7 separate regions of the Mus musculus genome follow, and regions 1, 3, 4, 5, 6 and 7 are each linked to region 2. The links are chromatin contacts, called in public Hi-C, HiChIP or PLAC-seq and Micro-C maps. All regions are on one chromosome and are shown on one strand. The core of a region is the stretch at or near the end of the contact, and the rest is flanking DNA. Distances in the headings are between cores, read along the strand shown.

Region 1 (3,330 bases), core at 297-2,796, 210 kb after region 2:
TCCACACATGATCGGAACACCATTGACGCATTGCCAGCCTGCATGCTCCGCGATGTGACCCAGGAGTCCTTGAGTGTGGCCGTCATTGGCATCGATGAGGGGCAGTTTTTTCCTGACATTGTGGATTTCTGTGAAATGATGGCCAACGAGGGCAAGACAGTAATTGTGGCAGCACTGGATGGGACCTTCCAGAGGAAGGCTTTCGGCAGCATCTTGAACCTGGTGCCCCTGGCGGAGAGTGTGGTGAAGCTCACCGCTGTGTGCATGGAGTGCTTCCGAGAAGCTGCCTACACGAAGAGGCTGGGTCTGGAGAAAGAGGTGGAGGTGATTGGCGGAGCCGACAAGTATCACTCCGTGTGCCGCCTGTGCTACTTTAAGAAGTCTTCAGCCCAGGCTGCTGGGTCAGACAACAAAGAGAACTGTCTGGTGCTGGGGCAGCCGGGAGAGGCCTTGGCTGTCAAGAAGCTCTTTGCCTCTCAGCAAGTCCTACAATACAACTCTGCCAACTGAGGGGACCTGGGGCCTGCCAGCTCCTACCCAGGTTGGACTCTCAGAGAGCAGGGGGAGCGCGGGCCTATCATTCCTAATGGACACTGTGCCTTGAACGGGCTCATCCATCGTCCACTCGCTGAAGCCGTTTTCAGTTCCCTTCTTGATTGCCAAGATGCCTCAATGCAGGCTGGAGCCCAGACCCTGCCTGGTGGCTAGGGGTCCCGCGTTCAGCCAAAGGTGAGGACAGAGCTGTCCACCATTGTGACACTGGTGGGGCTAGTTTCTTCCTTGTTGGTGGCTGGGTTTCAGTCTCAGAGCCCCACCCTCACCAAGGCTCCAGGCCTCTCACAGCTCCCCCATTTATGCCTAAACATTCTCTCCTCAGAACCCCAGCTCTTAGTGAGCCACTTTTCTTGTGCAAAGTGAACAATATTAAAGTTTACTACTAATGAAAAAAAAAAAAGAGTCAGGCTCTCTCACTGGACCTGGAACTGATCTCAGCCATACTGGCTCATCAGCGACTCGGGGGAGTCGGGGAGGGGGGGGGCGGCGGGGAGATGTGTCTCCACCACGCAGGATGGTAGTTACCTCTCCATGGGATCCTAACTCAGATGTTCATGCTTTCATAACATGCCCTTTTCCTACTGACCAATCTTCTCAGCTCTCATAACTTATTTTCAAAACATAAATCCAGATTTCATTTGTGATCCATTGTTTTAGAGACTTTGTGGTAACTCTTAACATGCACCCTTTTAAAAAGCAGCCATCTGGGGGGATTGCAGGATATCTATGTGAATTTAGGGCCAGCTAGAAAATTTAGGCCCTAGGCCTATTTCCAATCGGGAACTTCGGAACTGGTGTAATACTATGTCTGCAGCAACTCTTTTTACTAAAAACTGTGAGTGGCAGGAGGCATCACACTCCCAACAAAGTTGAAGGAACCTTATGCGGTCCTATGCCGGGCAGGGTATGTGTGGGTGGGAACCTCTCGCCGCGCACGCGCACTCGCGCTTAGGGTGGCCGGCGCACGCGCACAGGTCTACTCCCCGCGAAATGGAGCGGGTGTTGGCGGACGCGCTTCTAACGCAGAGTCGGGAGCCCGGCGAGTTGCTGGGCGCGCTGTGCGGCGGGGAGGCGAGTGCGGAGCGGGCGGAGACCCTGCGCCTGGTGCTGCAGCGGCTGGAGGAGCGCGGCGCGGGCGCCGGCGCGCTGGCCAAGGCGGCACACGAGGTGGCCAGGGACCACCTGGTGCCCTTACTGCACGCGTCCCAGGGCGGAGGGCCTGCGAGGCCCCGCGTGCTCCGAGCGGCGAGTGCGGCGCTGCGCTCGTGCGCGCGCCTGGCAGGACCGGAGCTGGCAGTCACTCTGGCCGAAGAAGCGCTGCGCGAGCTGCCGAGCGCGCCAGCCGTGGAGCTGCTGGCCGCCGTGGCGCCGTGTTTACGCGCGCCGGAGGATGCCCCGCTGCTGCGTCGCCTGGGGCGCGCGTCTGTGGAGCTGGCGCTGGCCGGGGACGCGCCGCCGGCCGTGGGAGCGCGCCTGCTGCCCGCGCTGGCACAGAGCGCAGAACCGGCTCTGCGTGCGGCGTGGGACGCGCTGAGCTCCGCGGGACCGGGAGCTGAGGGCAGCACTGGGCCAGAACTGCTGGTGCTGAGCGCACTGGCCGAGAAGCTGCTGACCAACCATGAGCGCCACGGGGATCTCGACGCCCGTCTCTGCGGCCGCTTCTGGAGAACCGTCCAGGCGGGGCTGGGCCGCGCGCAGGACGGGCTCACGCGAAAGCGCGCGCGCTACCTGCTGCAGAGGGCTGTACAGGTGTCTGCAGAGCTGGCGGTGGACTGCTCCTGCAGCCCCCAGGACACAAAAGGTACCCACTTGTCTCTCTAAAAAACAAAATTGTGTGTGTGTGTGTGTGTGTGTGTGTGTGTGCGCGCGCGCGCGCGTGCCTGTGTAAGTTTATGTGCATCACGTGCGTATGCTTGGGAGGGCATCAAATCCCCTTGAGCTGGAGTTAAAGGCAATTGTGAACTACCTGATGTGTGTGTTGGGAGTCAAACTCCAGTCCTCTAGAAGAACATCAAGTGCTCTTAACCCCTGAACCATCTCTCCAGACTGGCACCTACTTATCTCTTTGCCCCAGCCACACTCTGCTACCTCAAACCAGCCTTCAAGGGGCGTCCACCTCATCCTGAGCGGATTTGACACTTGCATGTGGTACCCTACACCGGCCTCCTCCTGCACTTTGGGAAAAGTGGACCCAGTGAAGGTTAAGATATCGCACACGCGGTAGCATGCTCTGTGTAAAACCAAGCCTGCTCCACGCCTTTACATCCTGATAGAAAAAAAGTTGACATCCGTATCAAACTGAAAGAAGGGTGCTGTGTAACCCAAGTTAATGTTTGAAACTCGAGGTACGGAATCAAATATTAATCCCTTGACATTCCCTTTAGGAATATTAGGAGCAGGGTTAGTTAGTGCTTTCTAAACATAACCCTTAAGTCATCGTGTGTGCTTGCGCCCAGGCCTAAAGTCAACAGGTGTTGTCCTTGATTATTCTCCATTTTATTTTTGGGCCAGGGTCTCTCTCGCTTGCTCTCTCTGAATCTGGAACTCAGGATTCAGACGCTTTCTTTCTGAAGTTTGGAATTGTGTTTCCTCATGGTCTCTGCACATTTGTGGTTTTGTGGGTGATCCATCTTTCCTGTCTCTGCAGGAATGCTCTCTTGGGGCCTCCTGCATTCAAAGCAGAGCTGGGACTGTAAACAGCTTGGTTTTGTCTTTAGGGCTTGAGTGATAGTTTGCTCAGGTCCAACTTCTATGGGGGAGACATTTCCATCCACA
Region 2 (3,031 bases), core at 437-2,936:
CATGCATGTTCAGCATTCTTACCCACCGATTCACCTCCCCACCCACTGAAGCTTCTTTTTTCCAGCCTGCCTTGGATCACTAAGCCTGGTTGAGTCCTAAACAGGCCCGAGCAGGCTGTGACAGACCAGGGCCTAGCTGAGAACAAAAGGGAGTTGAGGAGAAGATGCCTGGAGGGAGTGAGCACTGTCATCACTCTGCTCCAAGTGGGTTCTATGCAGCCAGGCACCGGCAGGATGAGTCAATGGCCAGTCAGAAGAAATGGAGGCCACACAACAGAGCTGCTGCCGAATCCTGTGGAAGGCTGGGCCTCCCACGCCCCAGGCTCTTCACACACCTTACTGTCTAATTTGGAATATCCCCACGAGTTTGTTGGTTCTGCGTCATGTGAGCAGTCTTTTATGCCAGATTGCTAAACAACTTGAATGAATGGACCTGCTTGTGCTTCTTCCCCATGGCCAAACCTCCACATCAATCTGTGAAACCCGACCTTCGGTAAAGCCACCAGTCCATCTCTCAGACCTGCTTCAGGGCAAGGAGCTGTGTGGTCTTCCTCCAGTGGCTTTGAACACACAGGTGCTGTGAAGGGCTCTAGAAATATCTTTTGGGATGGGGAAGAAGCCAAGTAGGTAAAGTGATCTCGTATTGCAAGCACGTAGACCTGGATTTGGTTCCCAGATAGTGTTTGTAAAAGGCCAGATGTGGTGACATCCTCACGTAGTCCTCTGCACTGGGAAGGGAGAGGCAGGCAGATCCCTAGGGCTCACTGACTGTCCAGCCTGACATAACTTCTAAGTCCCAGGCAAGTGTGAGACATTGTCCTCTGGCCTCCCCATGGGTGCTTGCACGCTCACATGCACACACACTAACAAAACAAACATAAAACAAATATTTCTTCTATAAAATTTCCTATACATATATATTCACTTCTCTGTGCTCAGCAATGGCCAGGTGCTTGTCTACTGGTGACAGCCATTAGTCATTGTCGGGAATAAAAGACTTTTAAAAGGGGGCCAGCTGTTCTTGGGTCACCATTCTTGCCCTCTACCCCCTAGACAGACAGAGACATTCTCACTGATAACAATTGCTCAATATTTTCTCCTGGAACAAGTTTGCCAGTAATTTCTCAGCTTGAAAGTCAAAGGAAATGAAATCTTATGTGCAAACATGGACTTTCTTGTGTGTCTCTCTCTCTGTGTGCATGTGCATTAGATGTGCGTGTATGCACATTCAAGTGTGATGTACACATGAACAAGAACTGAATGTGCGTGAGCACATGCACAAGCGAGGGTCAAAGGTATATAGGCGGTCCTTCCTCAGGCATGCTTCCTTAGCCATTACCTTGTCTTCTAGATGCACTCTTCCTCTGGCCTGGATCTCTCCGAGTAGCCTAGGCTAGCTGGCCAGTGCCCAGGGATCATCCTGTACCTGTCTTCCCTAGGGCTCGGATCCCAAGCACACCACCATGCCTGCATTATTATTATTATTGTTAAATATGGGTTCTTGCAGTGAGTCTCCAATCTTCACAAGTGTGAGACTCACTGTGCTTTACTAACTGAACTGTCTCCCCGGTGTCAGACACGATTTTTCAATCACTCGAAACATCCCCATCCCCCAATCTCCCAGTGGCCTGGCTGAGGGGCCTCTGAGTCATGAAGAGCTGCCAGAGAGGAAGATGTGTTGTGACGGATTCAAGGAGAAGTCTTCAGAGCCCTTTGAGTCAGAGTGAGTCACTGCTTTTGAGCCAACTGACACAAGCTGCCAACTGCAGGATTAATGGTGATGGGTAAGCTACTGAAGCTCCTAGAACCCCTCCCTCACCCACACATGCCATTTCATGAGGACATAATGAAAGGATGTGTCAGCTTAGGATTCCTTTAGGTTTGTCTGATAGGTCTCCTCTCCTCTCCATTCATCTCACCCAGTCTTCCTAACATGTACATATCTAAATATGTACATGTGTGATATATGCATATATTTGCATGTATACATATCTACTCATTCTTACATGAATGTACAAGAAAGCAAGACTTGGAAGTGGATGGTATCATTAGTACCATTCTACTGAAAAGAGGAAGTGAGTTGCCAGCAGATCAGGGGCCACAGCTCTGTCCCAGAAAGCCAACCAGGTTAGGCATAACAAAGAGACTGGCTTGGTTCCTTCAAGGACTGAGGATAAACTTTGCATAGTGGATGAGATTTCAATAGAGATTTGTCCATGCAGTTTAGACTAAGAAAAACCGTGATAAGAAAAACCCATATGCTCGTAAGAATCTCATATGGATGGCCCCCAGTGCTGTGGGTGCCACCTCCCTAATAATGCCTATTGCTGCAGCTATAACCCTGGCTAGTTGCCATCAATCAAACCCAGGAAGCAAGGCGTGGACCTCCATCTGCATGACACTTGTGTGCAACACATGTACAGCCACATGGTACCGGGACAGACAGTTGGGGAAGCACTTCTGCCTCCCTGTACCAGTTGCATGGGATGGGGAGGCTCCAACAGTTGGCTTGGCTCCACCGTTGATCTTATTGGTTAATTCCCTCCAGTTCCATCATTTATTCCAGGAACCCTCTGTCCCATTGTCTTGGCAGAAATAATCTATGAAAGGACTCAGAAGGGGAACTAAACATTTTAGTGGGAAAGATTGGAAAATTAACGAGAGGCTGGCTCTGTTCCTTCAAGGACTGAGGATGAACCCAGCACATATGGATAAGATTTCAGGAGGGATTTGTCCATGGCATTTAGACTAAGAAAAACTCTGGAAATGCCACATGCTCATAAGATTCTCATCAGGGCGGCCAAGCAGGCAGATGGACAACATCTGAGGGGCAAGAGGACGAAATAAGATGCTCTCTAAACACGTGAGTGGTAGCAGCTGTCAAGCGTGGGCTCATTCACATGTCTTAAGCCCCAGGTAGGGAGGAGAGAGGCAGAGACAAGATGGCCTCCTGGAGACAGCCTCATTCAATCTGGGAATCAGAACACCTGGTCCAAGCCGCAGACTTCAGCTCTTCTACATGCCAGGACCT
Region 3 (3,160 bases), core at 583-3,082, 160 kb after region 2:
TTTCTGTTGTTTGTAGGAAACGTTAATGACAGGCTATTTGATTACTCTAAGGTTTGGCTCTGTCAGCTTCTTAGGAAGTGCATCTCGTATTCAGTAACAATATAAGTAGCAGAAGTTTTTTTGGCATTTAAGAATAAGCTCATCGGACGCCGCCATGCCGTTTGGAAACTCGACAGCGGGGCCAGCCAAGCTTGTGGAGATACAAGCCTTTTTCTGCAGGCTGGGCAGCTGGCCAGGACAGCTAAAAAATGTGCATTGGCTAAGAACCACTGCCACGCAAACACTTCTGGAAATTTCTGTGCTCAGGCCTGCCAAATCCATTATGCATAACATGAATTACAAGCAAGTTTCTCTCTCTCTCTGAGCAGTTGCTTTTTGGGCTTAATTCTTCTTTGGGTTTTGTGAAATACATACAACTCAAATGAGAAACACTCCCTGCAAATCCATAATTCACTACCGTGTGTGTGTGTGTGTGTGTGTGTGTGTGTGTGTGTGTGTATGTGGTGTGTGTATGTGACTCTGTGTGTGTGACTCGACTGAGGGTAACTCTGTGTGTGTGTGTGCTCGAGCGCACGCGCGTGCACGTGCATGTGTGTTTCCACTGAGGCTGCCAAGTTCATAACTTTCCTTGAACTGGGAGAAATGGCTTCTAACTTGAGTTGGAATCACATAAGTGCAATGTGCGGTAGGCGGCTGTGTTTCCTGGAACTTCTAGAAAGGAAGGATGGCTTGAATCATGGAGACTGCCTAATAGTGAGAGCAGAAAAGCAGTTACATGTGATATGAGAATATGGTGGAGGGTAGAGGGAGGAGGGAAGAGAAAGGTGGGAGGAAGGAAGAGAAAGGAGGAGGAAGAAGGAGAGAGGAGGGAGGAGGGAAGAGAAAGGAGGGAGGAAGGAGGAGGGAGGAGGGAAGAGAAAGGAGGGAGGACAAAAGAGAGAGGAGGGAGGAGGGAAGAGAGAGGAGGGAGGAGGGAAGAGAGAGGAGGGAGGAGGGAAGAGAAAGGAGGGAGGACAAAAGAGAGAGGAGGGAGGAGGGAAGAGAGAGGAGGGAGGAGGGAAGAGAAAGGAGGAAGGAGGGAAGAGAAAAGAGGGAAGAGGGAAAAAGGAGGGAGGAAGGATAAAGGAGGAGGAAGGAGGGAAGAGAAAGGAGGGAGGAAGAAGGAGAGAGGAGGGAGGAGAAGGGAGGGAAGAGGGAGGAGGGAAGAGGGCTGAGACACAATGGCTCGGTTTATGCTCACTAATGCCAGCCATCAGGATCTGAGACTGGCTCAGTCATCCTGGCTTTGTTTGTTTGTTTCTTGTTTTATTTATTTATTTATTTTTGTAGGTCTCACTATGTAGCTCTAAGTGTCCTAAAACTCACTATGCAGATCAAGCTGGCCTCAAATTCACAGAAATCCAACTGCCTCTGCCTCCTGAGGCACTACAGGCACACACCTCTTCGCTCAGCTCCAGCCTCCATGGGCCTGAGATGACAGCCCCAGCTTGCAGGCATACATACCACAGATCCTTGAGGTCTGGCTCAAAGCCCCAGAGAGTGTGAAAGTGCCTGCCACACAGGCAGATTTTCAAGTGGAAGATGGTCCTGGAAAGGGGTGCCAAGCTGGTTAAAGGGAGAGCAGGCAAGAGAGAAGCTTCCAGGCCTCTCGTCAAGGGTCTGCCTCTGCGTGCCTCCCTCCAGGGCTCAGCGAGGCAATGTTTGCATCATGTGTTTTCTGATCCCGAATTGAGACCGGCAGGTCCTCTCCTGTGATTCAGACGGGCTTACATTACTCAGACTCTGCCCAGGGCCATTCTCAAGGGCTGGCAGCCCCACGCCTCTTCTTCAGAAGCCCAGGAACCGCATTATTCATAGCCAACATGAGATAATTGTATTAGCACATGATGAGACAGTACAGTGTGGTCCTTTCAGCTTCCAGCAGGCGTCTGCACCGTCTTCCAATAACAACTCTCCCTAGCTCTCCACAGTTACTCCGTCTCTTTGCTTTCTGGAGGGTTTGGTTGACTTGAGAGATCATGCGCCCTGGAGCTAGGGAGATGGCTTAGTTGGTAGGGAACTTGCTGAGCTAGTATGAGAACTGGGTTCAGTTACACAGCCCCACATTAAAAGCTGGGCATGGTGGTACACATCTGTAGTCCTGGGGCTGGGAGAGCAGGAAGAGGAGGGTCCGGGGAGCATGTTGACCATCCACTTGGCTTGATCACTGAGCTCTAGGTTCACTGAGAGACCCTGCCTCAAAAATACAATAGACAGTGATAGAGGAAGACCCCCACTGTTGGCTTCTGACCTCCATGTGTGCATGCATTGATATGTGCATGCTTACTCTCTCTCTTCCTCCTCTTCTCCCTCCTCCCCTCTCTCTCTTTCGTGCACATGTGAATACACACACACACACACACACTTTTACAATTTGTTAAATCGGAACTCTGAGATGATCTAAGAGCGGATAAGGCAAAGTATGAGATTCTACCAAGTCAGTATTCCAGGCTGTGACTCAGTTTCCCTCCTCCCTGGAGAGAAAAGCTAGAAGAGTGCAAAGAAGCCCAGAACTTAGAAAGGGACACTGAACTTGACACCATGTCGTAACCTAGGCCCTGACTTCTGCAATGAGGACAAAATCCCTTCCCTCACAGCACGGCCACAAAAAGTTCGTTATATAGAATTATGTGACATCTCTGTAAGCCATGACATATTGTTCTGATGTGGGCTGGGATCATCCTCCAAGGAGACCTCACTGTGGAAATTTCAGCATGGGAAGGATAGTGAACATGGCTCAAGAGTATGTGGGAAAGCTGTGGACATACATCCAGCATGCCCTGGAACTCTATTGATTGATTGACTGAGTGAGTGATTGGCTGTTTCTCTGATCTGGAACTCACTAAGCATCCATGGGTGATCTTGAACTCCTGATCATCCTGTCTTGCCTTAGCTCTCCCACAGATTGGTATTATAAACATTTACTACCACACCAGAGAAAGTGGGGACTTATTGGAGGGATGATGTGTGTCTTAGTTAGGGTTTTACTGCTGTGAACAGACACCATGACCAAGGCAACTCTTATAAGGACAACATTTAATTGGAGCTGGCTTACAGGTTCAGTCCCATTATCATCAGGAAAGGAAGCATGGCAGAGTACAGGCAGGCATGGTACAGGAGG
Region 4 (2,996 bases), core at 401-2,900, 220 kb before region 2:
CAAGTATGCTTCTTACAAACTAATGCTAGCATCATAATAGTTTGCATTAAAATGACTTAGTGAAAGGTTTATTTTAAAAAATTATCTTTATTAAAGTGTGTGTATGTGTGTGTGTGTGTGTGTGTGTGTGTGTGTGTGTGTGTGCGCATGTGAGTGCAGGTGCCTTGGAGAAATGTTGGATTCTTTGGAGCCGGAGTTATAGGTGTCTGTGAGCGTCCTGATGTGATTGCTAGGAATCTAATGCTGGTTGGTTCTCTTCAAGTCGCTCAGCCACATCTCCAGTCTTGAGAGCAGTGGTTCTCGACCTGTGGGTTGTGACTCCCCGAGGGGTGTCAAATGACCCTTTAAACAGGGGTCACAAATAAGATATCAGATATTTACATTACGGTTCATAACAGCAGCAGAATTACAGTTATGAAGTAGCAATGAAATAATTTCATGGTTGGGGGTCACCACAACATGAGGAACTGCATTAAAGGGTCGCAGCTTTAGGAAGATTAAGGACCACTACCTCAGAGGAAGATTTCGTCTGGCCAGTTGTAGCAAGCCCAGGACTTTTTTCTTTTTACTCTGTTGTGTGTATTTATTCTATTGTGTGAGCTAGACAGACATTGTACTCAGAGCTACTTCATTCTCTGTCTCTCTTCCTCTTACCCTCACATCTCCTCTTCCCTTCTTCCAACTAATTCTGTGTATGTTCATCGTACTGTGGTTAGACCCAGAGGTTCCCTTTAAAGCCCAGAGAAGAAGTAGAACATTGGCATAAAGTGACCTTAAGTGTAGGACTCTGCCAGAGCCTGTCTCACAAGGTGCCCCACCTGGGTAAACACCATTTGCATATCACTGTGTGGACTACAGCCCTTTCTTTATGGGGACAAGACAGGGCTCTGTTACTCAAACAGGTGGACAAACATCTAGGGAACTCTCAGACCTTGGGCAGCCTGGGAACAGAGGCCATGACCTCAGACCTGAGGCAGGGCTGTGTAGCCTCACCTGCCTGTCTCTGCTGTTGCTGTACACTCTTTGCAGCCCCAATTCCCTTCCCTTCACAGATGACCCCACTTCCAGAAGGCAACCAGATTGGAACTCAGGCTCCTTCTCTTGTCTCACAGATAAAGAAATTTAAGATGGATTCAAAAGAAAACTTGAAAAAATTGTTAGAATTATAGATAGAGGGGCTGGAGAGATGGCTCAGCACTGACTGCTCTTCCAGAGGTCCTGAGTTCAAATCCCAGCAACCACATGATGGCTCACAACCATCCATAATGAGATCGGATGCCCTCTTTTGGTGTGTCTGAAGACAGCTACAGTGTACTTACATATAATAATAAATAAATCTTTTAAAAAAAAGAATTATAGATAGAAAGCCAGCAGGGTCAGTCAGCTGCCACAAGAAGAGGAAAAAGAGGAAATTGTGCTTTTTTTTTGAGTTTGAGGTCAGGAAAGTGGGCAGGTTAAGCAATGGAAATCTTCAAGCAGCTGCTGTGAGGCATCCGTAGGGGGGAGTGTGGGGAGGGAGGGGAGAGAGGGAGGGGAGAGGGAAGGAGGGAGGGAAGGAGGGAAAGAGGGAGGGAGGGAGGGACTTGAAGAGATTGAGATGCCAGGCATAGCCATGTTAAGAAAGAAAAAGTCACTTTCTAAATTAGAACTCAGAAATTGAGCAGGCTTGTCAGTGAGTCTCCACAGCACCTGTAGAAAGAAAGGCAGGGCCTCTGAGAGCTGGCAGGCCTCCCTCAGGTGTGTTGTGTTTCACTGCACTTCCTGGTTATAGAGCCTCTTGAAGTTATAAAACATAATCTTGTCCTTGATTCAAGATGGCTTTGCCTTGCCTGGCAAGGAAGGTTCCTGTGGTTCTCATCATAGGATGTTGTTGGCCACCGACCAGGCCATTTGTGGAGGGGGCTACTGGCCATCAGAGGACAACTTTTGGGAGTTGGTCTCCTCCTTCTACTAGGTGGGTCCTGAGGATGGGCCTCAGGTTGCCAGCTCTGCAGCAAGTGTCTTGTTGGGCTAAGCCATCTCCTCATGTCCTATCTCCTCCCCACCAGAGATCTTTCCATCTTAACCAGAGGAAGATGACATGACTACATACTCTGCCCCAAAAGGCACTCACGGAGCACTTGGCTGCAGTGTTGTGTGTGGGTTTTGTGTTTCGTTTTGCATTGAGAAAAGGTGGCTGAGAAAAGGTGGCTTTAATAGTGGTTGGAGGGTTCTTCAGACACGAATGCCAGGCCTCAGGCAGGGCTCCACACTGCAGCCATTGCTGCTGCTGCTGGGGTTCCCATGAGGGGAAGGTGAGAGGCTCTCACAGTATCAGATGAGTGCAGTGTAGGTGAACAGGGTCATCAGATTGTCCCAGATGCCTCTAGGCAGCTGAGTCACTGTGGGTAATGGATTACCCAGGGGAGCAGGAGGATCAGAGGGGGTAGGGGAGGCAGTCTGTAACTCAGAGTCCTTCATCTGGAAGCAGTGGGACCAGGAGATGCCACCAGATTGGTTTCTGCAAGAAGGACAGGCAGGTACTCATGGCTTATACAGATCAATGTGATTTCCTCTGAAGCAGTTAATTAACCCCAGGCACCTTGCAGGAGCTTGCAGTATCAGAACGATAAAGCTGGCCACATGGAGGGAGGTTAGTGTTTTTTTTTTTTTTTTCCTCGATCGCTGACGTAATTGGCGCACTTTTCAGAGCGTGTTCAGTTCCAACTAATACCATTAAAAAAAAAAAAACCAACCAAGTCATAAACTCAGTCATTGGTAAGAGAATTGTAACTGCAGGCACAGTTGGTCAGAGGGCATGCAATGCTGTTACAGGCATTGTTAAAATTGAGGTCTGGGTCCTGGTAGTTCTCCAAATCACTACAACAGTTAGAAAGACAATCATAGTAAAAAGCTGAGAAAGGAGATTTATCCAGTGGGGTCTCTTTGAGAAGAGGAACAAAGAGATCCAGGGAACCTGGGTCCATCTGCAGGGTCCAGATGAGGTTCAGGTTTAC
Region 5 (3,244 bases), core at 27-2,526, 180 kb before region 2:
GAGACAGGAGCTGATGCAGAGGCCATGGGGGCGTGTAACTTATTGGCTTGTTCCCCATGGCTGGCTTAGCCTGCTGCTTTCTTATAGAACCCAGGAGCACCAGCTCAGGACAATCAGCAGGGCCCTCCAACATCATTCACTAAGAAAATATTCTATAGGCTTGCCTACTGCCCAGTCTTATAGAGGCATTTCTCAATTGGGGTTCCTCCTTCTCAGATGAATGACTAGTTTTTGTCAACTTTACATAAAATTACTCAACACAGCAGCCCATCCTGAGCTTCCCTGTGTGTGTGCGTGTGTGTGTGTGTGACAGAGAGAGAGAGAGAGAGAATGTGTATGTGTGTTTGAATTTAAGTGTGTATGTGCATGTATGCATGCATATGTGTATGTGTATGTATGAGTATGTGTGTAATTGTGTATGTATGTGTGCGTATGTGTGTGTGCCCATGCATGTGTGTGTATGTGTGAGTATATGAGTATGTGTGTGTGAGTATAAGTGTATATGTGTATGCATGTGTGTATTTGTGTGTGTGTATATGTGTATGTGTGTGTATTTGTGTATATGTATGTGTGTGTATTTTTGTGTGTATGTGTGAGTGTATATGAGTGTACATGTGTGTAAGTATGCATGTGTGTCTATGTGTGTTATACACATGTTCAAATGGGTATCTTGTGTGTTCCCATGTACATGCATGTGTGTGCATTTGTGTTTGGAGGCCAGAGGCCATCCTTGAACATTGTTCCTTAGGAACCCTTCACTTGCTTTTTGAGGCATGGTTTCTCAAATGCTTGGGTTTGCCTATTAGGCTAAGCTGATAAGCCCCAGGGATCTTCCTGCCTCTACTTCCACCTGTCTCTGCTTTCCCAGAGCTGGATGACAAGCACATGCCACCACAGCCAGGTGCTGGGGATCAAAGTCAGATCCTCATGCTTGCATAGCAACCACTTTACTGATGGAGCCATCTCTCAGCCCCTGGGCTGCCTCTCCATAGCCAGGAGGAGATGTGGGCACTAGGTAGAGTCCGGGTCAGGGAGGAACAGGTCCTTTTATCTCTTTCCACCATCTGAGACACACTACCTGGAAGCCAGTAGGATGATGTAATCATAGACCTAGCAGGATGATGGCCGCTTCCTTGTGTGGGTGGGACCACCACATCACCAAGCCGGGGAATCCCATTGGTGACAACATAACATCTTTTGAGCTGACATGGCACCCAGTGGCCCCACACTGGCTCCGCGTGACAGAATCTCAGGGAGGCGTGTGCAGAGCTGGTGACAGGGCAGTCATCTGCAGTCACCTCCAGGGGACTTTGTGGTTGATTCTCTGATGATTCATTTCTGACCTGGTTTTAACACTGTGACTCAAAATGTACCACTTTCATTAAAAATAACATTCACTGGGGGCTAACGGCTTTCTGTTTTCTATGCTTCACTGTACGGTGTGACTTCTGTCTGGGAAGCTGGCAGGTGCAGGCGAAGGCTTCAGAGGGACCCGAACAGAATCTCGAGTGATGGCACTGGGCCACAGACTCTAAGAGGGCTTGATGCTGGTGTGTGAGTGTGTGAGTGTGTGTGTCCTGAAGCCTTCACTCTGAACCTCTAATAGGGAGCTCACATCGACTCCTCAGGAGCTCTTCCTAGACTTGTGATGCAGAGAAATGGGGGCTTCCTTCAGCCTGCAAAACAGAGAGGCCTCCCATTCCACCCAACTCACTCAAAGAGGGACATGGAGGGGGTGAGAGAGAGGAAGAAGCAGAGGGTAGGGGTGGGGGAACCCCAGCTGCCCGTGGGACTGCATCAAAACCTGCTGCTTTCTGTGAGACGCCCAGCCTTTCTGGTTTGGAAAGCCAAAGTTTTGGGCATCCTTTACCTCTTAACTTGAGGGGGGAAAAGCATAGAAAAATGCTCCCATGAGCATCCTTCAGGGTGGACGCCCCCTGGTGAGGCAGTCTTTTAGATTGTGCTCCTTCTTCCTTTTGTGTGTGTGTGTGCATGCGTATGGATGTTCATGTATGTGCATGCACATGTGTGTGCATGTATGTGGGGTCAGAGGCCAATCAGTCTCTCAGGTGCTGTCACCTTATTTTGAGATAGGATCTTTCACTAGGCTGGAACTTACTGAGTGGGCCAGGCTGGATGGCCATTAAACCCTGGGGTTGGTGGGGGGGGGGGAGGCCCAGCTGTTGGTTCCTCCCCAGTTGGAAGCTTACAAGCTGAGCCCCATGCCCTGCTTTTAAATTTAGGCTGTGGGGATCAAACATGGGTCCTCCTTCTTACACAGCAAGCACTTTATAAACTGAGCTGTCTCCTTAGTGCCTTCATTTGGAGTTTAATTTAATTTGATACTTTTTGAGACAAAGTTTCACTATGTAGCCCAGGCTGGCCTCAAACTTGCCCCAATCTTCTTGCCTCTCAAAATTGAGATTACAGGTTTGAGTTACCTTGCCTGATTAAATCTTGGGTTGTTGTTGTTGTTGTTGTTCTCCTTCTCCTTCTCCTTCTTCATGATATTAGAAATGTCAGAGTAGGGGAGAAGTACAACCAAGGGGGTGGGTGGGAAATGATTGTTTCACGATGACAGCAGCTAATTAAGAGACTGGTTGTTGTGTGGGGACAGTGCTGTAGCAATGTGAATATTATTTTCCAGAATGTTATGCTAAGATGGTATGTTTCTTGTATGTTTCTATTTTCTCCTTTGTGTGTTTTGTTGCAGTAAAAAACCATTGGGAAACATGGTCTGGGAAGATGCTCAGAGAAGTGTTTACCCCACAAGCTTAAGGACCTGAGTTCAGATCCCCTGTGCCCACATTAAAAGCTGTGTGTGGTGACACACACTTGTCTGCAATCCCGTGTTGGGGAGGCTGAGGCAGGAGAGTATCTGGGGCTTGTTGGCCAGTGAGTCTGTGTCTAGCCAGCTGGTAAGATCTGTGATCAGTGAGAGACCATCTTGACTAGTAAGGTGGGGAGCAGCCTAGGAAGACATCAGATGTCAACCTTGGCCTCTACACATGCAAGGACCTATGCTCCTTCTCATGTATGCTCACACACGTGAATGTGCACACACTTATAAAAAGGTGGTCTTGGTTGCACGGTCAGGTCTGGCCCTCATGGAAGATCTCCAAGATTCAGCCTCTGCAGCCCAGGTTGGCTCTGCATCTAGAGTCTTCCTGGGCTACCAGCATCTGGGGAGGGGGGCAGAATATCACCCTTTGGGGGCACTGGTACTTTTTGGCATGGTTTCTTT
Region 6 (3,446 bases), core at 791-3,290, 200 kb before region 2:
TTCTGCAGCTCTTAGGAAACAGCCTGGCCAATGGTCACTTTAAATGGAAAACAGTCCCAACTCAGAATTTCAGTGTTTGGGCCAAGATGTTAGTCAGAACTCTAAATTTTAACATCTCATTCCCTTCCCCGCTCCAGCTGAGCCTGCTTAGGCCTGCATGGGAAAGGGGCAAGGCTGGTTGTCCCCCAGACCCTTCTTGTCTGGCTCTGTTTCCCATTTCCCTGCTTAAAAGGTTGGAGGAAGGCAAGGGGCCAAAGGGCCAGGGCAGTCCTATGGGGTGGAGAGGGTTTGAAGGGGGTGGCATTTTTGAGTATGGCTGAAGTAGATACCTGCCCCCGGCCCTTCTCTAACCCCCTTCTGTGTGGCCACTCGAGACCTTTTCTACCTTCATCTTCTTCCTGTGCTGGGAATGGAGCCCAGGTCTTTGGCTAGGCAAGGGCTCTGCCACTGTCTGGTATTGCCAGCCTTTCTTACTGAAACAAGGTCTCATTGGGCTGTCCTTGAATGTACTCTGTAGCCCAAGTATGCTTTGTGTTCATTTTCTTCCCGCCTCAGCCTCCAGAGTAGCTAGGATGGTAGGTCTGGGTCTCTAGACAGGGCTTACCTGTGGTTCCTCCCTGTGGGGTTCCTACCTTTTCTGGTAGCTCCATGACTCAGGCACTCAGTGGTCCATACTAGCGTTCTCTCTTGACCCAGACCCTGACTAGACTGGCCCTGACAAGCACTGAGGCAGAAATTGGCCCAACCCAACACTTGCTTCTGGTTCTGACACTCAAGCAGGTAGTCGTCAGCTTCTGTATAATGAATGATGTCCTCTTGGCTGCTGTCACAAAGAGACATAAGACAGCAGTTTGTTCTCTCGCGGTTCTGGAGGGCAGAAGTTTGACGGCACTTTCGTTTGGCTGTGTCCACGGAACTGCATTCCCTCCAAGGATCCAGGGAAGGACCCACTTTGATCCCTTCCAGCTGGGGGTGGGTGGGGTGGGGTGTTGTCTGCCATTGATTAGTTTGTGGCCTCAGCTCCTCAACCACCACTTCCCTTAGGCTCCTGTGTTTGAACGCTTGGTTGCCTACAGATGGCGCTGTTTGGGAGGTGTGGAAACTTCAGAAGGTAGAGCAGCTCAGCTGGAGGGAGTGGCTTGGTGAGAGTGGGAGTGGTGGTGGACTTTAAGTTTTAAGAGCTACCCTCTTCTGGTTTATGTATGAGGTGTCTTCGTCTGCCCATGCTCCCATGCTTGGTCAGCAGAGACCTTCTTGCTCGAAGCTCTGGAGGCTGGAAGGCTGAGGTCAACGTTTCTGTGAGGTTCCTTTCTCCAGAGGCTTTTCGCTGTGGTGCTTTCTGACTGCGCGTGGGATGTGACTATCCACCTCACGATTGTGCCGCCACAGTGGCAAGCCACCTTTGCCTCCTGCTCTCCTTCCCCTCTGTGGTGGATTGTATCCTCTCGACTGTGAGCCAGAATAAACCTTTCCTCACCGAAGCTGCTTTCAACAGGTATTCTGTTGCTTTCAACAGGTATTCTGTCACAGCAACTAAGGAAGTAATTGATACACTTGGCCTCTGTCTTTTTGTTTGTTTGTTTTGTTTTTGTTTTGTTTTGTTTTGTTTTTTTTTTGTTTTTGTTTTTCCGAGACAGGGTTTCTCTGTGTAGTCCTGGCTGTCCTGGAACTCACTCTGTAGACCAGGCTGGCCTCAAACACAGAAATTCGCCTGTCTCTGTCTCCCAAGTGCTGGGATTAAAGGCGTGTGTCACCACTGCCCGGCCTCTGTCTTTTAAGTACACAAGTCATTGTATATGGGGGCTTTTGCCCTTCTCAGTTGTGAGGCACCTGGGATAACTGTTCTATCTCACAGTCCTTATTCGTATTTGCAAAGACCCATTTCCTTAGAAAACAAAACCAACCAACCAACCAAACAAACAAACAAAACCCCCACCAGATTCCTCACATTTACAGGCCTCAGGGACCTTTGCCAGCCTACTGCAACCCTATTTAGACTCTGAGGTCCTGGCTGGCAAAGGGCCTAGTCTTCTCTGCTCTCATTAAAGGGCATCCTGGGGTAAGCTCTGCCACAGTCTGATGTGCAGGGACAGTCCCCACTTCCCTCTAGGGAGCATGGATTTCTCCACAGACACATTCCTCAGAAGAGCCTCCCCTCAAACTCTGACCCCCAAGTGGCTGGCACCTTCCATTCTACAAGGGAAGGGGAGGGTGCGTGGCGGCTCCAGACTCTACCCTGCTGCAAGGGATGTGGCATGCTCTGTCCAGTCTGTCACCTTTACTATGGGGATATTGGTGGTGATGATGCCCAGATTTGTAACCTGGGCTGTGCAAACACCAGGGAACACAGAGAGGGACCACCAGGAGGCTGTGATCAGCCACAACTCACCCCCTCACAAGCCTGCCCCCCCAACCCCCCAAGTTTCCAGGCTTGCGTTTGTGCTCCTTGAGCTATGCCGTTTGTTCTCCCTCGTGGCTGACCTCATTCTGTTTTCTTTGCCAGTGGTTGAATGACGCAGGCACTGCCATGTGACCATGAGATGCTAATGACAAGCAAGGCAGACACAGACATCCTTCTTGGGGCTTGCAGCTCATGAGGTGTGCTGAACCAGAACTCTCCTGCTCTGTGACTTAGCAGTCTGTGATTTGATAAGGAGGCCCTGCGTGTATGAGTGCCGCCGAGACGGACAAGCTGGCTTGGGAACAAAACACACTTATGTTTTAAAACTCGGTCCAGCTTTTTGGGGAGCGGGGGGGTGGGGGTGGTTAGAGGGAGGAACAGATTTGTTTGGGAGGCCCTGGAATGTTCAGATAATAAATCCCTTTATCTCTTCCTCCACCTTAGCAATGGAAATGAGCAGCCTGTCTCTGGGAGGCTAAAGGAAGGATTTTTTTTTTTTTTTTTTTAAAGCACCAGCCTTGGGCTAAATCCCTAAACCAGTGTACAGGGCTGGATATGGTAACCTTCATTCCCAGAGTTCCACGGGGGAAACTGCATCTTCTAGAAGAGGAGCTAAGAAGCGTCAAGGGTGTGCAAAATGGCAGTCATCAAAGGCTGAGCTCGCTCAAGGGTCTTACAGAGTGTCTGGGTTACTACTTTCTTTTTTTGAGGTGTTTCTATCACTCCAAGCCTTCCATCAATGACTGAACACAAATTTCAAGTCTTCTCCTAGTCTGTTACCTTTTGTATGTGTGGGTGCACATGCACGTGTGCAGGTAAGATGCATGGGTGCAGAGGATGACCTCAGGTGTTATATCACAGGCGCCAGTCGTCTTTTTGTTCTGAGGCAGGGTCTCTCACTGGCCTGGAAATCATCTAGCAGGTTAGGCTAGTGAGCTTCTCTGGGTCAGGCTGATCTCTACCTCCCTAGCACAGTAGTCATCACCACACTCAGCTTTTTTTAAAATGTGACTTCTGGGAATTGATCTCAGATCCTCATCCTTGA
Region 7 (3,380 bases), core at 13-2,512, 240 kb before region 2:
CCGCCTTCGGCTCTTTGTTTTTAAAGTGTTGTCATCTGTGTGTTTCAGAGTCCCTGGGAAGAGGAGCAGAAAATATTATAAGAGCTGGTGGCTTTAGAACAAAAGCAGAAGTGCCTGAAATCCTTCTGGCCAGGGAGGTTGTTTTCTGGAAGAAGGAAATGGCAGAGAGGGCAGAGGAAAGGCAGAGGTTGGGGGGCCAGATCATATGGGGGTCACTACAGGAGGGTGGGGGGGCAGGGTGTGGGGACCTGCTGCTCCATTGTTGGGGAATCTGACACTGGGTTGCATCTTAAAGGCTGTCAGTTCTTGCCTCCCAGCTCTGGTGACAAAACCCTGCTGGAAGGGTTAAGGGCATCAGCACAAGGGCTGGCCTCTGGTTTGTAAACTGGCCTACCAGCCTCCCTCCCTCCCTCCCTCCCTCCCTCCCTCCCTCCCTCCCTCCCTCCCTCCCTCCCTCCCTCCCTCCCTCCCTCCCTCCCTCCTTCCCTCCTTCCCTTCCTACCTGCCTGCTTGCCTGCCTTTTGTTTCTTTTCTGAGACAGGGTTGGTTTCATGTAGCCCAGGCTATCACTAAACTCCTGATCTCTCTTCTTCCACCTTCTGAATGCAGGGATGATAGGTACCTACCATCACACTTGACTAGTTTCTTCCTCCCATAGGCAGATGGGATGGCCAGGCATGCTAGGAGGCTGAGGCAAATGAATTGTAAAGGGTTAGCTTAGGCTACACAGTGAGTTCAAGGGCCAGCCTGGTTTTAAGAGTGAGGCCCGGTCTCAGCCATCACCTCCACCCTCACAAGAGAGATGCGTGTGAGAAGGCCGAGGGAATCCACAAGTTGCCCACATCTTTCTCCCAAGACTTAGGCTGACAGCACTGCCCTCCCACCTAAGGAGATCGCAAGGAGATAGGCTGTGGCTCCTAAGGAATTTGCTGTGGGAAAAAATATTTCTCCAAACGATGACCAGGAAATATTGTCCTGACCAAGGTTGCTGCATGTGCTATCTTGGAAGCATGAGCTGAGGACTGAGTGCTATGTGATCTTCAACAGGGCCCAGTTCTCAGGCTCAGAACAGCCACCCCACACAGGCCACTAAGACCTCACTATCTCCCTTGGTTTACATTGCCATGCTCTCCTGTAGGACAGCCTTGACCTTGAGCAGGACCTAGGCTGGCTGGCTCAGCCTGTATGGAGGTGGGAGGCCACTCTCTGCTGACTCAGACCTGGCCTAGGGCAAGTTCATGCCTCCAGCCTGTGAGTAACACACTGGTGTTTCAGCTTCAAAGGCCTTCCCAGGATTAACCAATTAGTCACCCAGGAGAGCCACAGTGCGGGTTACTGTTGTCTTCACTAGGCTGGAACTGAGGGAGGGAGGGAGTAGGATCTCACTGCAGAGCAGCAGCAGCAATGAGGTGTAGGGTGTCCCACAGCGTGGGAGGGACAGGATGAGGCAAGATGGAGTTGGAGCTGATCACTGAATGAGAGTGAGAGACCTGGGGGAAGTCTCCGGGTCGGGGAGTGGGGGTTCTGGAGAGTCATGGTTCCATGCAAGGAACATCCTTCTTGGGACTGGGGAGATGGCTCAGCAGGTAAAGTGTTTGCTATGTTAGCTTAAGGACCTGAGTTCAGATCTTCCACAGATTACAGATCTTCCACACCCATATAAAAAGCTGGGCTTGTTGGGTCACATGCCTGTGACCCCAGAGCTGGGGCTGAGACATGGAAGACAAGAAGAGCTTTAGAGCTCTCTGCCCAGCTAGTTTAGCCAAAGCAGTGATGTCTAGGTTCAGTGAGAAAGTGTTGCACAGTAGAGAAAGGCTCTAAAGTCAGTGTCTGGCTTCCATCCACACACGCACACAGATGAACACACTTAAACACACACACATGCACAGATGAACTCATTTGTACACACACATACACACACTCATACAGATGAACTCACACACAGATGAGCTCACACACTCTCACACACAGATGAACTAACTCACACACACACACATACACAGATGAACACACTTACACATGCACAGTTAAGTTATACCCATAAGCATACACTGACACAGATGAACTCACACACACATGCATGCACTCTCACACACACATACACACAGATGAACTTACACATATACACACCTACACACATGCACACACACACATACAAGCATACACACACAGGTACTCACACATGCACACACACACACATGCACACAGACATGCATGCCCGGACACACATGCATGCATGCACACACATGTGCACACACAGATGAACTCACTTCCACACACACTCACATGCAGAGGAGGGAGGAAGAGGGGGTGTTGGTAGGGGAACTGGCCCATGAGGGCCACCATGTGTTCTCACCATTGCAGCCCAAACTTATCCTGCCCTTCTGAGCCTTCCTGGCAACTGTAGCAGGAATCTTGGAACAGTTTTTGGTGTGTGTGTGTGTGTGTGTGTGTGTGTGTGTGTGTGTGTGTGTCTGAGAGGGGGGGGGAGGGGAGGGGGAGAGAGGGAGAGAGAGAGATTCTTTTGGTGCAGGGAGAAACTTTTGAACCTTTGAGAGAGTATTTCACATATCCTAGGCTGACTTTGAACTTGCTCTGTCTGTAGATGGCCATAGTCTTGAATTCTTGATCCTTCTGCCTTCACCTCCTGAGTGCTGGGATTACAGGCGTGTGCCATCACATTCAGTTGAGTGTGAGGATTTGGGGACTGAGGGATCATAAAGACCTGCCACTCAAGTATCTTGCACATAACTATTGTAATATGGCCACACATGTGTCCCCCTCAGGTACGTAGTGAAGAAGGTGGGGTTCTTAGAGGAAAGTTAGTGTCTTGGAAGCTGATCGGACAAGCCCTTCTGTGAAGTCTCTCCACAGCTGCTTTTTATAACCTTGGCATCAGCATGAGCTTGGCAATGCCAGCACAGTGTAGCTGGAAAATATTTTCTGCCATTTGAAAACACACACACACACACACACACACACACACACACACACACACACTTGGAAAGGGGAAGAAGGGGGGAAAAGAACCCAGCCAACAACAAACAGAAGTTGTGAATGGTACAGAATGTCTTTGTGGAGTGCTTCCCACCCCCATTACTGCTCCAGTTCATTTTCTCTGCTGCCGATTTTAGAAGGTCAGAAGTCATTGTTGTTGTTAGGCTTTGCCAGTAGAAATGTAACTCTAAGAGAAGAGTCATGTCATAGGCTGTGGCCAGAAAGCCTTTGGAAAGCTGCTCTGGTGGGAGGTACACCTTTATCTGTGAACAGAACCCAGGTATTTTCTGGTAGGTGCTCTAGGGTGGGCCTGCCTCTCAGGAACTCAGGCTAAGGGAATCTCCAAAGCGCCCCCTAACAGGAAAAAGGGTTGATGCACCAAG

What was found. HiChIP or PLAC-seq counts read pairs in DNA pulled down with a chosen protein or histone mark. Hi-C and Micro-C count contacts between places; a contact is called where the count stands out from the background.
Region 1: a contact with region 2 is called in an HNF4G HiChIP or PLAC-seq map of pancreatic cancer cells. The contact joins the promoter of Tarbp1 here to the enhancer-like site in region 2. A contact is called at or near these places in 7 of 39 promoter capture datasets (3T3-L1-derived adipocytes, the C10 cell line, HPC-7-derived erythroid cells and 4 more), 2 of 484 Hi-C or Micro-C datasets (the Ba/F3 cell line and embryonic stem cells), 2 of 115 datasets of contacts at active chromatin or transcription factors (the HPC-7 cell line and pancreatic cancer cells) and 1 of 9 other capture datasets (adipose tissue).
Region 3: a contact with region 2 is called in a CTCF HiChIP or PLAC-seq map of the NIH/3T3 cell line, with 8 read pairs. The contact joins two enhancer-like sites. A contact is called at or near these places in 1 of 15 datasets of contacts at CTCF or cohesin (the NIH/3T3 cell line), 8 of 484 Hi-C or Micro-C datasets (B cells, the N1E-115 cell line, cortical neurons and 5 more) and 2 of 115 datasets of contacts at active chromatin or transcription factors (heart atrium and pancreatic cancer cells).
Region 4: a contact with region 2 is called in a Hi-C map of bone marrow-derived macrophages, with 23 read pairs. The contact joins two enhancer-like sites. A contact is called at or near these places in 25 of 484 Hi-C or Micro-C datasets (the 63-12 cell line, B cells, the C2C12 cell line and 16 more), 8 of 115 datasets of contacts at active chromatin or transcription factors (the HPC-7 cell line, the NIH/3T3 cell line, Th17 cells and 5 more) and 2 of 9 other capture datasets (embryonic stem cells and liver).
Region 5: a FOXA1 HiChIP or PLAC-seq map of pancreatic cancer cells shows a contact between it and region 2. The contact joins two enhancer-like sites. A contact is called at or near these places in 2 of 15 datasets of contacts at CTCF or cohesin (CD8 T cells and the NIH/3T3 cell line), 12 of 484 Hi-C or Micro-C datasets (the G1E-ER4 cell line, the HL-1 cell line, the MC38 cell line and 6 more) and 13 of 115 datasets of contacts at active chromatin or transcription factors (the HPC-7 cell line, T-cell acute lymphoblastic leukemia, double positive thymocytes and 10 more).
Region 6: a contact with region 2 is called in a Micro-C map of muscle stem cells, with 3 times the contacts expected there. The contact joins two enhancer-like sites. A contact is called at or near these places in 1 of 15 datasets of contacts at CTCF or cohesin (the NIH/3T3 cell line), 15 of 484 Hi-C or Micro-C datasets (CD4 T cells, the G1E-ER4 cell line, the HL-1 cell line and 6 more), 5 of 115 datasets of contacts at active chromatin or transcription factors (fibro-adipogenic progenitors, heart atrium, large pre-B cells and 2 more) and 2 of 9 other capture datasets (embryonic stem cells and liver).
Region 7: a contact with region 2 is called in a CTCF HiChIP or PLAC-seq map of the NIH/3T3 cell line, with 18 read pairs. The contact joins two enhancer-like sites. A contact is called at or near these places in 2 of 15 datasets of contacts at CTCF or cohesin (the NIH/3T3 cell line and large pre-B cells), 30 of 484 Hi-C or Micro-C datasets (the 63-12 cell line, B cells, the C10 cell line and 21 more), 11 of 115 datasets of contacts at active chromatin or transcription factors (the HPC-7 cell line, the NIH/3T3 cell line, Th17 cells and 8 more) and 1 of 9 other capture datasets (embryonic stem cells).

The regions. Positions count from the first base shown.
Region 1 is chr8:126,473,281-126,476,610 of GRCm38.p6, reverse strand. Tarbp1 (TAR RNA binding protein 1) reads left to right here and starts at 1,546. Exons shown (of 30, transcript NM_001159907.1): 1 at 1,546-2,356. The coding sequence starts at 1,546. It also overlaps the pseudogene Gm6091.
Region 2 is chr8:126,682,811-126,685,841 of GRCm38.p6, reverse strand. No RefSeq gene overlaps it. Among named protein-coding and RNA genes, the nearest start is that of Gm31603, 45 kb to the left of the region's middle. Within about 2 kb of position 1,686, at least 118 of the 459 cell types and tissues checked have an H3K27ac peak or open chromatin away from gene starts, as enhancers often do. A contact at or near this core is called in 3T3-L1-derived adipocytes, the 63-12 cell line, the Ba/F3 cell line and 22 more, where this site is marked.
Region 3 is chr8:126,521,858-126,525,017 of GRCm38.p6, reverse strand. No RefSeq gene overlaps it. Among named protein-coding and RNA genes, the nearest start is that of Gm51605, 23 kb to the right of the region's middle. Within about 2 kb of position 1,832, at least 130 of the 459 cell types and tissues checked have an H3K27ac peak or open chromatin away from gene starts, as enhancers often do. A contact at or near this core is called in the N1E-115 cell line, the NIH/3T3 cell line, embryonic fibroblasts and 2 more, where this site is marked.
Region 4 is chr8:126,899,710-126,902,705 of GRCm38.p6, reverse strand. All of the region lies in intron 1 of Gm31718 (a long non-coding RNA gene), which reads left to right. Among named protein-coding and RNA genes, the nearest start is that of Gm31718, 7.2 kb to the left of the region's middle. Within about 2 kb of position 1,650, at least 47 of the 459 cell types and tissues checked have an H3K27ac peak or open chromatin away from gene starts, as enhancers often do. A contact at or near this core is called in the 63-12 cell line, the G1E-ER4 cell line, bone marrow-derived macrophages and 1 more, where this site is marked.
Region 5 is chr8:126,865,828-126,869,071 of GRCm38.p6, reverse strand. The region is part of intron 1 of Gm31718 (a long non-coding RNA gene); the gene reads left to right. Among named protein-coding and RNA genes, the nearest start is that of A630001O12Rik, 18 kb to the right of the region's middle. Within about 2 kb of position 1,276, at least 100 of the 459 cell types and tissues checked have an H3K27ac peak or open chromatin away from gene starts, as enhancers often do. A contact at or near this core is called in CD8 T cells, the HPC-7 cell line, pancreatic cancer cells and 1 more, where this site is marked.
Region 6 is chr8:126,883,420-126,886,865 of GRCm38.p6, reverse strand. The region is part of intron 1 of Gm31718 (a long non-coding RNA gene); the gene reads left to right. Among named protein-coding and RNA genes, the nearest start is that of Gm31718, 23 kb to the left of the region's middle. Within about 2 kb of position 2,040, at least 153 of the 459 cell types and tissues checked have an H3K27ac peak or open chromatin away from gene starts, as enhancers often do. A contact at or near this core is called in the HL-1 cell line, cerebral cortex, fibro-adipogenic progenitors and 2 more, where this site is marked.
Region 7 is chr8:126,917,338-126,920,717 of GRCm38.p6, reverse strand. No RefSeq gene overlaps it. Among named protein-coding and RNA genes, the nearest start is that of Gm31718, 11 kb to the right of the region's middle. Within about 2 kb of position 1,262, at least 161 of the 459 cell types and tissues checked have an H3K27ac peak or open chromatin away from gene starts, as enhancers often do. A contact at or near this core is called in the C2C12 cell line, CD8 T cells, the HPC-7 cell line and 13 more, where this site is marked.